Linked DNA regions of Mus musculus: region 2 is linked to region 1. A link is a contact called in public promoter capture Hi-C data. All regions are on one chromosome and are shown on one strand. The core of a region is the stretch at or near the end of the contact, and the rest is flanking DNA. Distances in the headings are between cores, read along the strand shown.

Region 1 (7,656 bases), core at 634-3,133:
TAAACTGGTGTCCACTTATAACTGGGAGCCCCATCAAAAGCCTGCCACAAGGCAAGGCAGTCCCAAGTATCACGACGCAGTTTCCACACAGAATCTTGGCGGCTTGTGTGCTCAATGTCCTCCCTTGATTTCGCTGGCATGAACTTCGACTTCAGAGATTTCCAAACGGTTTTAAGCAAAATACCCCTCAGCCTGAGAGGTCTTGTTGATCAGTGTTCCATTGAGTCAGGTGGAGTTAGCGTGGTTTCTCATACTGGGGCCACCCAGCTGACAGGAGGCAAAAGATAATGTGTGTGCTGCTGTGAAGAAGGGCCTTTTGCATTCAGCAAAAATGTTGTCAATCGGTTTTTCTGAACAGGAGTATAAAATGTGACCTGTTAGTTTCTGCTCCCTCATGTCTTTTGTATTTAGTAGGATTTAGCCACTTGCTTGAATGCAGTTATGAATTTGGTATTTCATAACCAAAATTTAAGTAACTTTCTGCTTCATAATAGTCAGAGAAGTAAGACCATAGGTTTTAACATCCCAAGAAAAAGAAGTCATTTTATCTCTTGAGTAGAGCTTTTTACCATTACAGCAGCAGTAACAATCACAGACAGTTCACCTGTGACAGATGAAACTTCCAGAAGGTTTATTCTGATCTCCTGAGATGCATGGGAACTCCAGTTGACCTTCTTTAAAACTCATGATAAACGAGCCTAAACCTAGACTCCCTTAACTTTCCCTGTTGACGAAGGGTTTCTTCTAACAAAGGTAATACATGAAAACGCTTTCCGTGCACACCGTATACATGCAGACACATAGAGCCTTAGTCTCCAAGTAAGCAAAACCAATTTAGACCAGATCATTTGCTTTAAGGGGACAGTGTTTCCACAGTGCTATGATAATGAATCTTCTGCAGGCACGTGGGTGAGGCCATCGTTGCTAGCTGTCTCACTGCAGAAGCTGTCAGCATCTGAAGTGGAGTGTGGTACTTCCTCAGCAGATTTGTGATGTGTGATATTCCCGTAGTGGATAGTAAATAGCAACAGACATTTGTACCCATTGACATTTATCTTCAACTTCCGTGAAACACAAGATTTGGGGTTGGGTCTGTAGCTCAGGAGTAGAGTTTGCCTGGTGTGAAAAAGAAAACCAGCGATGCCACACTTAGTTTTAAAAGCTAAACTTGCATTTTCTTTCTCTTTGGCCTCGCTGTGGCTAGAAAAGATAGTGGACAATTTAAACATGACCGTTCTATAAATGACAGAAGTGCTATAATGAGAGCGGTTCTTAAAAGCTCTGCCCTGGTCTGTTTGCTCCAGATACTTAATGCACACCTGCTTTATGTTCTGTGTCTCCTTTGAATTCTTCCGGCTGGCATTCTGTGCATCTCAGGCTCAGTATGGCCGAGGCACCGTGACTTCCTCTGTGACAGAGGAATGCATGTGTCACTGCGAGTCAGGATTGGATGGAGCTAGCCGACCTGGATTTCTCTTGTCCCAGGCACTCTGGTAAGCCCAGGAAGGCTCCTTGTGACATGACTGGGAAGGGCAGGAAAGAGACTGTCACAGTTGAACTAAACCTCCCGTCACTGTGTTGGCCTGACTGGTAGGCAGTTCTGTGTTAGAAAAGTGCCAGACCATCAGAGTACAAAGCCCAGGCCTGGTGGGTCGGTGGCACCGTAACAGGTGGCTGTTGAAGTGAAGCAGCCCGTGTAGATCTTACTCTGAGCCAGAGGAGTGAGTCCCACGTCAGAGTCACCCTGGTCAGGGGTCGTGTTTCCACGCCCGCCCGCCTTGGCCCTCTTTTGTTCCTGCTTTTGCCCTTCCAGCCTCACTTCCACAGCAGTGGGCTCTAAAGGAAGCCTGTCACGGCGGTCACGTCATTTCCCTCTTCTATGACAGGATATAGACCTGCTCTCCATGGCCTCTCTGACACATACCCGCTGCTTGCTTTGTCGGGGTAACTAACATGATGCTTGCCAAGTTTGTGCATGTGTGTTTGCGTATATATGTTTATACATATTTCGAGGTATAGAACTTAGGAGACACACAGCAGCTTTAAAAATGCAGTCTCATGCTTTTAAATAGAGCAGTTTTATACAGAATCTGAGATTGCTAGCTTTTCTTGACAAAAAAAAAAGCAAAATATAGCAAAACTAAAATGAAAAAAATTTTCTTAATTGAGACAGGGTCTTACTATGTATTCCAGGCTGGCCCATAACTCAGAGTCCTTCGTCTCAGCTCCTGAAGTGCAGGGATTACAGGTGTGCGCCACCATGCTTAGTTCCTACACATCGTTTTAATGTAGTGAACTTGACTTGAAATCAGAAGGAAGAACGGAAGGCGATTATTTCTTACCCATGGTGGTAAGGAAATTCAGGTCTACGTTTCTAGTGTTATTTCTATCTTCAAAGACAGTTAAGAGAACAGATGTACCCTGGACCATCCATTATATCTTCTAGCCCTTCTCCTTCTCTCTTGGAAGGAAGTGTGAGCTAAAGGGAGCTGATTGCTTGCAGGATGTTAGATGAGAGGCTTTGTTTTAAGTACTCACGGCCTATATAACTTAGCATGGCACTTCTGTGGTTGACAGGGATGTGACAAGCGACCAGGAACATAGGACACTGGGGTAGAGGATACTTTGAAGTCACAGTTTTGAGACTGTGCTCTTGAGCAACTGTTTTCTGTTGCTTCTCTTTTGTAAGCGTGCCACTGTTCAGTTTTATCACAAGCGCCTTTCCAAGGACAGTAAATGGTTTTACACGCTATGACATTGTTTCCATAGTAACTAATGTATTTTAGCAAAGAGAGACTGTGATAGAAGTAGGCTAAAAGGGACAGATACAGAACTGGCACAGTGTAAAATGTGGGGCAGTGTGTGTTGTTGTAAAGACATGTCTTTTTTGTTTGTGTGTGTGTGTGTGTGTGTGTGTGTGTTTGTGTATGTGCATGTCTGTGTCTGTGTTTTCTGACCTGTTCAGGAAAACCTCTGTAGCTAGATCTTGACTTCTTAATATACTAATACAATTTTTGCTGCATCCAGCACACTTTGGTATTTTGCTGACACCATGCCTTTGGTCAGTCCTTGGTTTCGTGTCTCTTTCCTTTAGTGCCGCCCGTGTTGTATGCTCCCTTCGGCCTGCTTTTCAGGCCACTCTCCCACGCGTCAGCTCCTGGTTTTTGCAGTTTTATGCTGGTTGTCTACACTGCCTGCCTCCACGTTGCATTTGTCACCAGGACTTTCCAGTCAGGCTTGTACGCCACACTCTGCTAAATCTGCAGTTGGCTGCACTCATCCTCCGGGGGTTTTAAATCCAGGAGCCAGTGTGCATGTCTACTTTCAAATGTGTGTGCTAATCCCGCAGTTTAAGCAGATATGAAAGACTGTGCCACTCTGCTCCGTGCTTGTGAGTGTACGTGGATTGCTTTTGGTCTATGACAAATACAAGCCTCGCTTACGTTCCTAATAAGTCTCTGTGGATATGCAAGAGTCACTCAGGTTCCTTTCTGACAGAAAGAGAAGGTGAGGCGTAGTCCTCATGGAGTAGACAACACATTTTAAAACATAGAATCATACTTTCAAACAGGCAGTTTTACATAAAAACTGAGATTTAAAAAAATAAAAAATGTCTAAGGACAGCAATTCCCCACTCCCCTACTCCCAGGGCAGGGCAGTGTGCGACTGACACCTTGGGAAGGAGTCACAGTCTTTGGCTCTCCCTCATCTGTCTGCTTTGCACATGCTGTTTACCTGCCTGACCCTGTGGGTTTAGTATGTGACCCTGGCTGCACCCACAGGCCCAGTCACAGAGCATATAAATAGAAGGGCTAGGGGTAGATAACACTTGGTTTCCTGGCCAACAGCTCTCTCCCTGGCTGTGGACTGGACTTTTCTATTAGAGTGTACTTGATTTGTCGGTGGTGAGGGGCATCATTAGGTAGGTAGGGTAGACTGCCTAGTAGAGATGGACCCTGCGGTTGATCTGAGTGCATTGTTCTTATTTGGTAGACTTCTCCTACTGGTTCCCTCCAGAGAACATGTGTGCTCCCCACTGTGGTGTGCAGGATGAAGGTGTTAGTGATCAATGCTATATTTTAATGTGCGGATACTGGATCCACATTTGTGTATATGGGGGTGTGTCTGGCCTCAGGTGTCATTTCAGAAATGCTATCTACCCCCTTTTATTAGCTTGGAACTCCCAAAGAGACTAGGTGGCCTGGACAGTGAGCACCAGGTATCTTTTTCCCTCTGCCTGCCCAGTTATGGGACTGCAAGCATGTGTCACCACACCCCAGCTCTGTGTGTGTGTGTGTGTGTGTGTGTGTGTGTGTGTGTGTGTTAGTTCTGGGGGTCAAACTCGGCTCCTTGTGATTCGTAAGGGAAGTGTTTTAGCAACTAAGCCATCTCCCAGCCCTTGACTTTTGTATTTTACAAAATTTTCAGTGAGTACATCGCACCTTGTTAAGGAGGCGTAAGGACTATTTACTTCTATAAACAAAGAGTAAATGAGCACACATAGCATTGGCTGAAGCCTCCGTCCTACTCGAAGCATGAGAGACTGCTGGCCATCTTTGCCTGTGCTACCGGCTAGGCTTTCCTCTTGATGTCAGTGTACCACACCATTATGCTCCAGCTTTGTCTTTGCCTGGAGTCGCCATTTACACATACATGTCATCACTGCGCCCACACTGGAGTAGGGAAGCCGAGACAAGAGGTGGCAGTTAGACTCAAGTTTAACCTTGTTGGGTTTCTGGGTCAGCACAACTAGAGAAAGTGCTAGACTGGAACCAGGAGGAATGGTTAGAGGAAAATCCATTTTTCTTAGGGAAATGGGGAGCTGAGAAGCCTTGCAATAAACAGCCTTGTCTGAGCCGAGACTTGGGCACACGGGCCATCATGGTGGCCATGAACATGGAAGATTCCAGACATTGTGTGTCTGTCTGCAGCTGCACAGGCCTTGGGTAGACCACTGTGAAAGTGGTCCTGTTTTTGCTTCTCCCCCACGGCCTGGCAGCGAGCCAGGAGCACCCTGCGCTGGAGAGCATTGAGGAGCTTCTGTGTGTGTTCTGTCTGCGCCTAAGCTTTCTGTGGGATTACAGCAGAGTCTGTCCCTGCCTGGTCTTTTTTGTGCTTTGGATTCTAAGTTAAGAATAACCGAAGGAACACTTGTCCCTGTTGACAGGCTTGATCGGGACGTTGCTATCAAACGGCTATTTTATCCTCTATCCTCGTTGCCACTGACACCACACCGTACAGCCCTGAGGTTCCTCCTTCAGTTGTGACTGAATAGAGCTGTGATTGCTGGAGCAGAAAGAAGCCATTCAGATGCGGTGTGTGTCCAGTAATGTGTGTGTAGATGGTTCTGGCAGGTCAATGAATATTTTAAACCTTTGCCAGCAGAGAGAAGTGTTGAAGGTGGAATGAAGAAGATACTGTGACAGAGGAAAACACATCTCATTTTTCTCTCAGTCTTCCATTTGTAAGATAAAATAATGCTCCCAAGTTTCTCATGGACCCTAAATCTCCTTTGTTACATATAAGATATGATTATGACAATAGTTGATTACATTTCAGTAACTGAGGTGTGTGTGCGTGTGTGTGTGTGTGTGTGTGTATGTGTGTATGCCTGTGCATATGCACAGAGAGGCCAGAGAGGGAGCCTGAGTGTTTTCCTCCATTTTGGGGGAGAGGGTACAGAATCTTTTCACTTAACCTGAAACTGGGATCCCCCTGCCTCCACCCATTGATGCTGGGGTTACAGGCAGCTGGCCATGCCTGCCAGCCTTTATGTGGCACTTAGGATTTGAGCAGGCCTTGCCTTCCATAGGACTCTCATCCTCTAAGCCATCTCCTTAGCCTTCTTGATCACCTTTTTATTATTTATTTTCATTTTACTCATACATTTTAGCACATAGTGTTGAGTTTAATCACCTTTTTTTTTAAATGAAAAGGATCACCACAAGTGATTTGTAGAAAAATAAGCAAAATTTTCCAATAGGATATTTGTCATTTATTTTAAATTTGGAGCCCCAGGACTAAATTTAAAGAGGTAAGTTATCTTCTGGTTAATTGTATATAAGTTCAGTTTGTGGGGCAGCGTACTCTCTGTACACTTTGCCTCCCTTCGCCATCCAGTGCACACACAGACCACTCTTCACACAGGAAGGAGTGAGGTCGGCTTGACTTGCACAGGGTCATTAGTTACTCTGTCACTGCCCCTTGTCACCGCTGCTCTCAGTCATCAGCGGTGATGGCACAACAGCCCCTGTGTGCTCTAGGCACCGTGCTCAGTGCTCCCCTGAGCTGCCTGCCAGTCTAACCAGAAAAACAATGATAACGGTAACATTAAGTGAGTACACAGCAGAAGGAACTCTAGCTCTGCATAGAAGTATAGCCAAAGAAAGACTCAAGGATGATTGCAAACTGACAAGCAGAGAATTACACTTAGCCCATAGGCTTGGTGAGATAGGGGGACCCTGCTCCGCCCAGTGCTGGTAATGCCTGCAGACTGAATCTCTTTTTGTGCTACTTCCCGAGTCAGGGAGATGGAGAACATAACACAAGACTCTGGTGCAGAAGTGTGCTCCTAACCCTCCATGGCTTCTCAGTGTAGGCCTATATTTTTCAAAACCTACTTTAATAAGGGTTTTTAATCCCTTCATCCTCCCTTCTAGACCACCGACCAAAGGTAGGGGAGAAGAAGGGTTAATAGGAAATGAGGGATGTGGACCTGTTTAGAAGCAGTTCTTTGCAGAGATTCTAAACACAAATCAGTAGCAGCAGTCCAATCTAATCAAACAGCAAACACGAACCAGTAGCAGTGGCTCGGTCCGGAAGAAACTGTGAGACTGCCGAATTGGAACAAGACCGCAGAAGCGGCAAGACGCAGCCGGAATACTACATGTTTCTGTCTCTGAAGTCACAACAAGCGGAGATCAGGGAAGACCAGCAAAGCGTTGCAAGGTGAACCAATGCAAGAGCATCCTCTCACCCCCTGTAGGGTTATATTCATATTCTTTCTAAACATCATGCACACTCTCTCCCAAGCATCCGCTCCATCACATGCCCTCTCACAGGGCAGCTTCCAGAAAAACACCACGTCTGTTCCAGCAAGCATACTCTCATAAGACAGCTTCCAGAGGAGCATCACATGACATAACTGAGTCTCCAAAGAAACCAGAAATAACCACTTCACCTCAGCCTGGCCTACCCTTCCTTCTCGTACAGCCTGGTGTCTACCTCAGTTTCCCACCTTCTGCCCTCCATCGGGCAGTCGGCCTCCGCACCTCTCTAGCCTAGAGCACTTCCAACCTGTTGCTATTCACTGTGTTCCTTATGCACTAGTTTCTCTGTTCCTGTTGCAAAGTTAAGTCATGGTGTCCCTGGGTGCTCAGAAATGTCAGATCAGCAAAAGCTGGAATATACCATGTCAAGAGACTATAAAATTGTAGTCTAGATATTTATTTATTTATTTAGTATTTATGTTTGTTTTCCATGACAGGGTCTCGCGTAGTATATGCTGGTTTTATCATGAAGCCAAGGATATGCTTGAACTCCAACCTCCCTACCTCCCCTCCTAAGTGCTGGCGTTACAAGCTTGTACCTTCACACTTAGACCCTGGTTTCATTGTTCGAGTATTTATGTATTCCCCCAAAGGCTGGATGGAGGGT
Region 2 (7,620 bases), core at 2,940-5,439, 65 kb after region 1:
GCTGGCTCCAGCTCTCACTGTTACTCTACGTAACTTCGTCTCTATATCTACAAGGGAGGTGTAGATGTAATTTCCAATTAAGGCCACTTTGTGAAGTCCTTGTAGGTCAGGACTTCAGCATATCTTTTGGGAAGGTACAATTCAACTTAATTCCTTCGGTGAACTCGGAACTATGTGCTGACATTCAGTCATGCCTACATTGACTCGGTGTCTGTCTGTCTTGGACTGTTGTGTTCTATTGGTCTGGCTCTCCTGTACCATGGTTTTTATAGAGAATATCCATATCTGATAAAGCCTTGTTTGCTTTTTCAGACTTTTTCTTGCTTTTTGTCCTTTACATTTCCTGATAATTTCTATTTACTGATTACTTTCGGGGGGGGGCACTAGTTATCTTTTTATTTAAAATTAAAGATTGAATTTGTGAGAGAATTGATGTCTACAAGTCCATGTACCACAGTCCTTCAGTCCGGGGTTGAGCAGCGAGCTCCTGAGCCACAGAGCCATCTCCTGGTGCTGGGAATGGGCTGTCTTTTGATGGAGGTTTGTTAACAGCACAAGGGAGAGAAGGGCATTTTCTTCTTTGTATTCAGTCATTAAGGATTTTCTCCAAGTTTACTAAGCTTAACTGCACTTAAATCAGTCTCCCTGACTCCAGACCAGAGCTGGGCAAATAAAATGAACACCAGAGAAATCCTGTTTTATGGGAGGTGTGTTGGTTTAAAACACTGTGTCCTCAGGGGTGGTAAAAACAGGTTCTGGATAAATTTGACAAGATGTTGGCTCATCAGTGCTGTAACTAAGAACCTTAACCTGGGCTCTGAGATTCAAGGCTAAGACTTGGGTACTGGCTCAAGGAGGAAGCAGAGCCCTAATTGTCAGTGCCCTTAGCACGCTGGGCCTGGCAGATGGGATCTAAAGAAACCTGGCCTGCTGCACTTCTGCCTCATAATGACAAGTTAGTATAAGCCTTAGAAGTGTACGTGTGAGCATGGGTGTGCATTTATGAGTGCCTATACATACAAGTATGTGTGTACATGTTAAGCTGAATGTGTGTGTGTTGTGTGCGCATGTATGTGAGTGTGCATGTTTGTGTGTATTTATGAGTGTGTATGAGTAAATTTGACCATGCGACTCTATATAAAGGTGTGTGTGTGTGTGTGTTAGTGTGTGTGTGTGTGTGTGTACACTGGGTATGTGAGAAACACTCTGGGTTCTGGTACTAAAAACTAATTTTTAAATGCTAAGACACTCTTTAGCAATCTTGTCCATTCTCAAGCTTGATGCAGTCAAGGCCTACATCTCAGGTTTGTGTGATTCACTGTTAACCTGCCTTCTGGGCTAGAAGTAAAATTACACAGAAGTGCATTTCCCCAGCCTTGCCTGGAGCCCTCGGGTTAGACTGGGAGCCGGGGTGGGAGGTGGGCATCACAGCAATGCAGTGTTTCTAATCCAGACTAGATTGCAGGTCCTAGAAACAGCCTTACATAAATGGGCAACTCAGAAACAATTCATGTTTGCTATAAAAAACAGTATTTGCTTTGTTTTCTCACTCTATCTGCTGCCTGAGGTGATTTCACAACTGGGCAGAAAGATAGGATTATGGCACTAATCCTAATGAGTTCATCTTAATGAGTTAGAGGCTCAGAGTCAACCCCACACTAGACAGTCAACTCACTGTTCTAGTGACAATCCCAAATGAGTGGGGTACCCTTGATTTATAGGTTTCATTGTAGTAATAATAAAGATATGAACTTATGTTGGTAATGGTATTGCTGGGACGTTGCTTTGGTGGTGGCAATTGCACCCCCTAGGCTCAGCTACCCATTTGCCTACAGTCCATGCCTCAGTGCCCATGAGCCCCCAATCTAATTTCAGAGCCACAATCTCAGGAATCTACACTTAGCCTCTTAGGAGCCAAGAATGAACTCTTGGCTGGTTCTGGGATGCCTTGCACACAGTGAACCTCTGCCCTGCCCGTGCTTTCCTTGCACACAAGTGAGCCTCTGCAGTGTCTTCCTAGTGCTCAAAATAAAAGGAGCAGCCAGCTTTTGAAGTTTGACTTTGACATTCCCTTAGTCTGTGTTTGGTCAGTACTTCCTTCCTGCTGGCCTAGTACCTCCTATGCTGTTCTCCACTCTGTCTTCCTCATCTTCATCTTCCTCTTCCCCTTCCTCCCCTTCCTCCCCTTCCTCCCCCTCCTCCCTTTGCTGTTTGCTTCTACTCCAGCAAATCATAAAACCACAGCCTTGCTTGAGGCCATATAGCTTTCTGGAGGGAAAGCAGAATTGGCAGGCGGGGCTAGCCCATAGGTCAGTGAGGCCTTCCCAGAGTACCCTGTTAGTCAGCCCCCGACTCCACCCAAAAGGAGGAGGGAAGTCTGCAGTCACTCAGAGTGGGTATGGTTCACTAGCAAACCGTCCTGGCTCTGGCGGTGGGTGAAGCTTTGTTTGTATGGTGCTTGTTCAGTGTGTCAGTGGACCACTCAGAGCTCTCATCTTTGGACCATTTGGCTATAGGTCTTCAGAGAATATTGTGCTGAGGAGGTGGAGTTGGGGCTGAGTTTTAAATCTCTTGTTACTGTGCTCAAAAGATGCCAGCTCTACACATGACAGCAGTAGCCACAGGGGAGTGGAGAAGGCAGGGAAGGGCTCACCACCTCTCTCAGACCTTATTCTTTGCTTGTGTTCAACCTTATAAATAATAGGTACTTGGGTTGGTTTTTTGTTTTGTTTTGTTTTGTTTTTTATTCACTGATTTTGTTTTATCTTGAGACAGGGTCTAGCAATGTGTAGCCCAAGCTGGCATCATCTTGTAATCCTCCTGCCTTAGCCTCCCAGGTTTTGAGATTACAGGTGTGTGTCATCATACCTGGTAGTCATGGACTTTCTAATAGTGTCATTGATTCAACAGTCCGGGATGGACGTGACTCAGTGACCGTGTGGGACAGAGTCTGGTTTCTGGCTGGCAGCTTCGTAACCCCCATTCCTTGTCGGTATTTTTGGAGAGCATTCCACTATATGACAAACTGATCAACCCCTTGCAACGTTCATTGAGACCCAGTCATTTATTCAGCCAGTCAACAAATATTTTTGAGTGCTCACTGCATAGTAGGCTCCCTGGAGAGACTGTTGTGCGTGTGTGCACGAGTGTTGACATAGCAGCCAAAGCGCTGGGTTAGCAGCCTGGCTAAAATGCCCATCTCTGCTGCCCTCTGCTTAGAAGGCCTCTCACAAGCTTCTTAGCCACAGTAAAACATTTCTCACTTTTGAAGTATGGGTCTAGGCTATAAATCCTTCCCAGATGACAGGTTGTAGTTGGGACCTAAGCAGCCTGTGCCCTAAATATTCATATATACAGTAAGGCGGGAGAGAAGCCAGAGACAGGAAGTAGCAGGAGCTCCCGTGAGACACTCTCTTAGTCCCATGCCAGGATCTGCACAAGCACTGGGACACAGCAGTGACCAAGGAGAGGTCCTGCCTTCCAGCTGAAGGTAGCGGATGAGGCGCAAGCCAGAATGGCAGCAGGGCAGCTTGAATTGATGGCACAGGATGCTGCTGGGACTGGGGAAATTGGAAGTAGGGAAGCGGGCAGGGAAGGGAAAGCAGAAAGGGTCTGAGAGGTGGGCAGCTGCGGCAGAAGCTGTGAGGGAGGCAGATAGCAGCGTCTCACTGCCTGACAGAAGACTCGTTCTCAGCAGGCCACCACAACAGACACAGAATCAGGTAAATCCCAGCATAGGCCTCTCCCCAATGGGGCTGACAAGCAAGGAAACACCAGAGTTGTCTGTGGGACACTCCCGACCTCCACAACTATACACAACTCCTACATGGGAATCAAAATGACACTGAAGCCACATGTGGCTCTGTGTAATGGCCAGTCTGCTTGCTTTCCTCAGAAATCTGGGTCTTTACTGAGACCCAGCAACATGTGAAAGGGTATAAATGCCTGCAGAGGATACAGCCCTCAGATCTTTTCCAGACCAGGGAGCCCACCCACCCACCCACCCACCCACCCACCCACCCACCCACCTACCGGATCCCACAAGTAATTGGAGCAGATCCAGAAGCCCCAAGCTCTTCCTTATTTACCCTTCAGTAATTACATACCTTCCCTATTGGAGGCTGGGGCTGAGCAGTTAGTCTCCTATTGTCTTTACAGGAAATGACATCCATGTGACTTCTCAGGAAGGCAACCAGTGGCCACTCTGGTTAAGATAATTTGGGAAGTGCTCAGCATATCCGCTAGCAGATTGAGTCCAGCTGAGTTGGAAGCTTCTGGAAATGCAGACACGAGACGGTCACCGTAACCAGGGCACTGCTGGGTCAGTTCCCTGAACAGAATGAAGCTCTGCAGAGTTGGACTCCTCAGAAAGGGGCGTGACCAGGGCCTTGCCACTCTCTCTCATTTATAACCTTACTCAGGATTGAGAGCTCCTCCACTCACGGAGACCTAAGCAGTGAGGAGTGCATGGGAACTCAGAGGTGCTGGGCTCATCTACACTGAGCTTGCTTCCCTGTGCTCTCCCTAGCTCCAGGACCAGCAGCATGCATCCCCAGGCTACAGCAGCAGAGCTGTGAACGTCCCAGGCATATCACTCACACACACACACACACACACACACACACACACACACACACACAAACACACACACACACACACACACACACACACACACCGGACAAAAGAGATCCTCCCAGAAGAGCAGGAAGCTCCCAGTAAGTAAACTCTTCTGTCTCGTTGGCTTATGTTGACCTGTAAGTTTATTGTTGACTCGGTCACTGGCAAGAGTCTGGGGGTCTCCACCCTGAGTATACACAGAGTATTCACAGCAGTCACCTGGGAAAGCTTGGTTTGACAACTCCTGTGAAAGGTCCTGTCAGTGGGCTAGTGTCCTGCAAAGCCCTAAACCATCCTGATGGCTCCCCTTCAGGGACTGTTGCCCTGCTCTTAAGGCACGGTGGCTGGGGAAGTGTATGCGAGGGCTCCCTTAGGAAGAAGAAATTGAGCATAACCCTGCATTGATGAGAACCATCCCTGTTCATAGTGTGTTCAGATGTCATGCACAGCCTTGGTGTTCCCTAGAAACAGAGAGTACAAAGGGGGCTATGCACTGTTGTGTGGGAGTGCCCACAAAATCAGCATTACTCCTTCACGACTGCACAAAGATGCAGAAGACAAACCACTCTTTGTTATGCGTTAGTTGTTTCTACTGGTAACTAAAAGCATATATCCAAATCCTAATGAGATGGCGATAAATGTGCTGTAGTATAAAAGAGTTATGTGCTAGGTCCAGCGCTCGTTCCTACAGTAGATAAATAGCTCAGCCTTGGGAGTTACTGGAGAGGAAGAACACACTGCCACATGGCCTGAGAGTCACTTGACATGATGTTAGATGTGGAAAATGCTGCCAGTGGTAAATTTCTGCCCAAACAGTTGGTCACTGTGCCCTGGTTACTGATGCTCATTGGAGGAAATCATTAGGCTTTCTTCACTTTGAAAAGGGATAGCTATCCTGTTTTTTGTTTGCTTTTGGCAAAAGATACCCGGTCACCCCTTGACAAAGCTGCTTGGATAAAAAGGATATGGACAAACCCTGTCTACCATGACCCTGATTCATCATAGATGCCGCAGAGCTTGGAATAAAAGATGTAGCCAGATACTAAGTTGACCTACCTGAAGTTGTCACCTCTGGTTTCATATGCAGAGACATCACTCCTGGGGCTAGTTCTTCAGTCGACCTGCCGCAGCACCACAGGGTCAGGTCTGCTTGATTGACAGGAAGTTGGATCTTGGTCTAGTTTCCAAGTGCTGCTAACTGGCCTGGCCAACATGGTTCACCATTCTATACTATGCACGACCCTGGGAGATGGAGAGATTCCTGGCTGCTCTGGACCAGCTAAGGGAGGTTGCTGGACTTGATGCTCTAGAGACGCAGGGGCCATACTTATCACGTATGCCCATGTAGGCATCCAGGGTGTTACTTGTCAGTAAATACTTGAACAGCTGGCCTGTTCCCAGAGCCCTGTCAGTCATCAGCACACATGAAGATCCACTCTCTAAAAAGAAGAGAACATTTTGTTGCCTAACTTCGGTCATTTATAATCTAAATATAGAATGTTGAGATGTCCATCTACACTTTTAGGACCTCATATGCTGCCAAAGAGATGAGCTAATATTAATATTAGCCAAGCTTGTACAATCAGTGTACTTAATCACTGATTGATTCAGATAGTATTGATGACTGCTTCCCTTACTGTGCCGGTGATAGGGGAGGGTATTAGTAAACCAGGAATAAAGAGGTAGAAATAATGTGACTCTCCCAAACTAGGAAGATCAATGAAACAATGGAAGATGATGAGATAACGAGAGTGAGGAGAGGCCTGAATCTGGTACTCTTGGCTGCAAGGACTGGGGCCATGGCTGGAGTTAACGGGTCAGGGCCCCAGTCTAGCAGGCAGGAATCTACTCTCCATTTTCCTTTACTGGGGCATTTCCTTTATTATGTAATAGATTTAGCTCTGTATAGAATAGAATATGAGTAGATTCATAAATGTTTTTATGTTATGTTACAATTAAGGACATCCTAAAATACGACTTCATTTAAGGATTCCTAAAAATGGCATTTACTTTAGATTTTTGCAGAAAATCATTGAACTATCGAAGGAAATCAATCTCAAATTTATCTATCTATTTATTTATTTGAGACACAGTCTCACTATGTAGCTGTTAAATATTTTGATAACTGAATATGGATGCAGTTTCCTCCTTTTAAACTGTGAATTTCACATGTTAATTTGAAGTACTTAAAGATATTATTCTTTAAAAAATTGGTGCACACCTTTAATTCCAGCACTTGGGAGGCAGAGGCAGGCGGACTTCTGAGTTCCAGGACAGCCAGGGCTACACAGAGAAACCCTGTCTTAAAAAAAGAAAAAAAAAATTGAACTAACAGTAACACCAACAAAAATTTCATTTAGAATTCTGAGAAACGCTATAGACTGGCCTAGATAGTCCAGAAGGGCAAAGAGCTCCTGCCTAAGAAAATACCTGGGGCCTTCTACTGTTATGGATGGGATGGGAAGAGCCTGGGAAGGCACTTGTCAAGGCCCCACCTGCTTGAGAACATGCAGAAATAAAGCCTGGACAGGCATGAGCCCAGGCTGACATTATCTCATGCGGAAACGTGTGGGTAACAAGAAGAGTCCCTGAAAAAGGTGTTCGGGGAAAATGCTTTGCAGAGCCAGGAGAGTGAGTGGAGGGGGTGGGAGGGAGGCAGTGAAGGCCGGGCATGGGTTTTCTGTAAGCAAGGCATGACGCAGACCAGATAGAATGTCAGGAGAGAAATCCCAGCCTGGGTACAGCTCAGCAGTAGGTCTGGGGCCTGGTGTGCAGGAGAGGTGAGAAGCCATGTTAGATGGGGCAGTGAGGAGCGAGATGGGCAAAGCTTATGTGTGCTCAGCTCCTAGTAGCTGCTGCTGTTCTCAGCCTCCCCGTGTCCCGTGTGTGACTGAGTTAATACAGTAATGATGACCCTGGAAAGTGCCTAACACAGGTCCTATGTTACAGACAAGAAAATAAGATTTACTGAAGAGGAGAGAGAAAAGTAGCCTTCGACCTCCC

What was found. Capture Hi-C pulls out chosen DNA fragments and counts their contacts.
Region 2: a promoter capture Hi-C map of adipose tissue shows a contact between it and region 1, with 2.3 times the contacts expected there. The contact joins two enhancer-like sites. A contact is called at or near these places in 2 of 15 datasets of contacts at CTCF or cohesin (CD8 T cells and pro-B cells), 18 of 484 Hi-C or Micro-C datasets (B cells, the C2C12 cell line, CD8 T cells and 10 more), 10 of 115 datasets of contacts at active chromatin or transcription factors (CD8 T cells, Th2 cells, cardiomyocytes and 7 more) and 2 of 9 other capture datasets (adipose tissue and liver).

The regions. Positions count from the first base shown.
Region 1 is chr10:39,384,563-39,392,218 of GRCm38.p6, forward strand. The region is part of intron 1 of Fyn (Fyn proto-oncogene); the gene reads left to right. Among named protein-coding and RNA genes, the nearest start is that of Fyn, 19 kb to the left of the region's middle. Within about 2 kb of position 1,884, at least 46 of the 459 cell types and tissues checked have an H3K27ac peak or open chromatin away from gene starts, as enhancers often do. A contact at or near this core is called in adipose tissue, where this site is marked.
Region 2 is chr10:39,447,057-39,454,676 of GRCm38.p6, forward strand. The region is part of intron 2 of Fyn (Fyn proto-oncogene); the gene reads left to right. Among named protein-coding and RNA genes, the nearest start is that of Fyn, 81 kb to the left of the region's middle. Within about 2 kb of position 4,190, at least 54 of the 459 cell types and tissues checked have an H3K27ac peak or open chromatin away from gene starts, as enhancers often do. A contact at or near this core is called in adipose tissue, where this site is marked.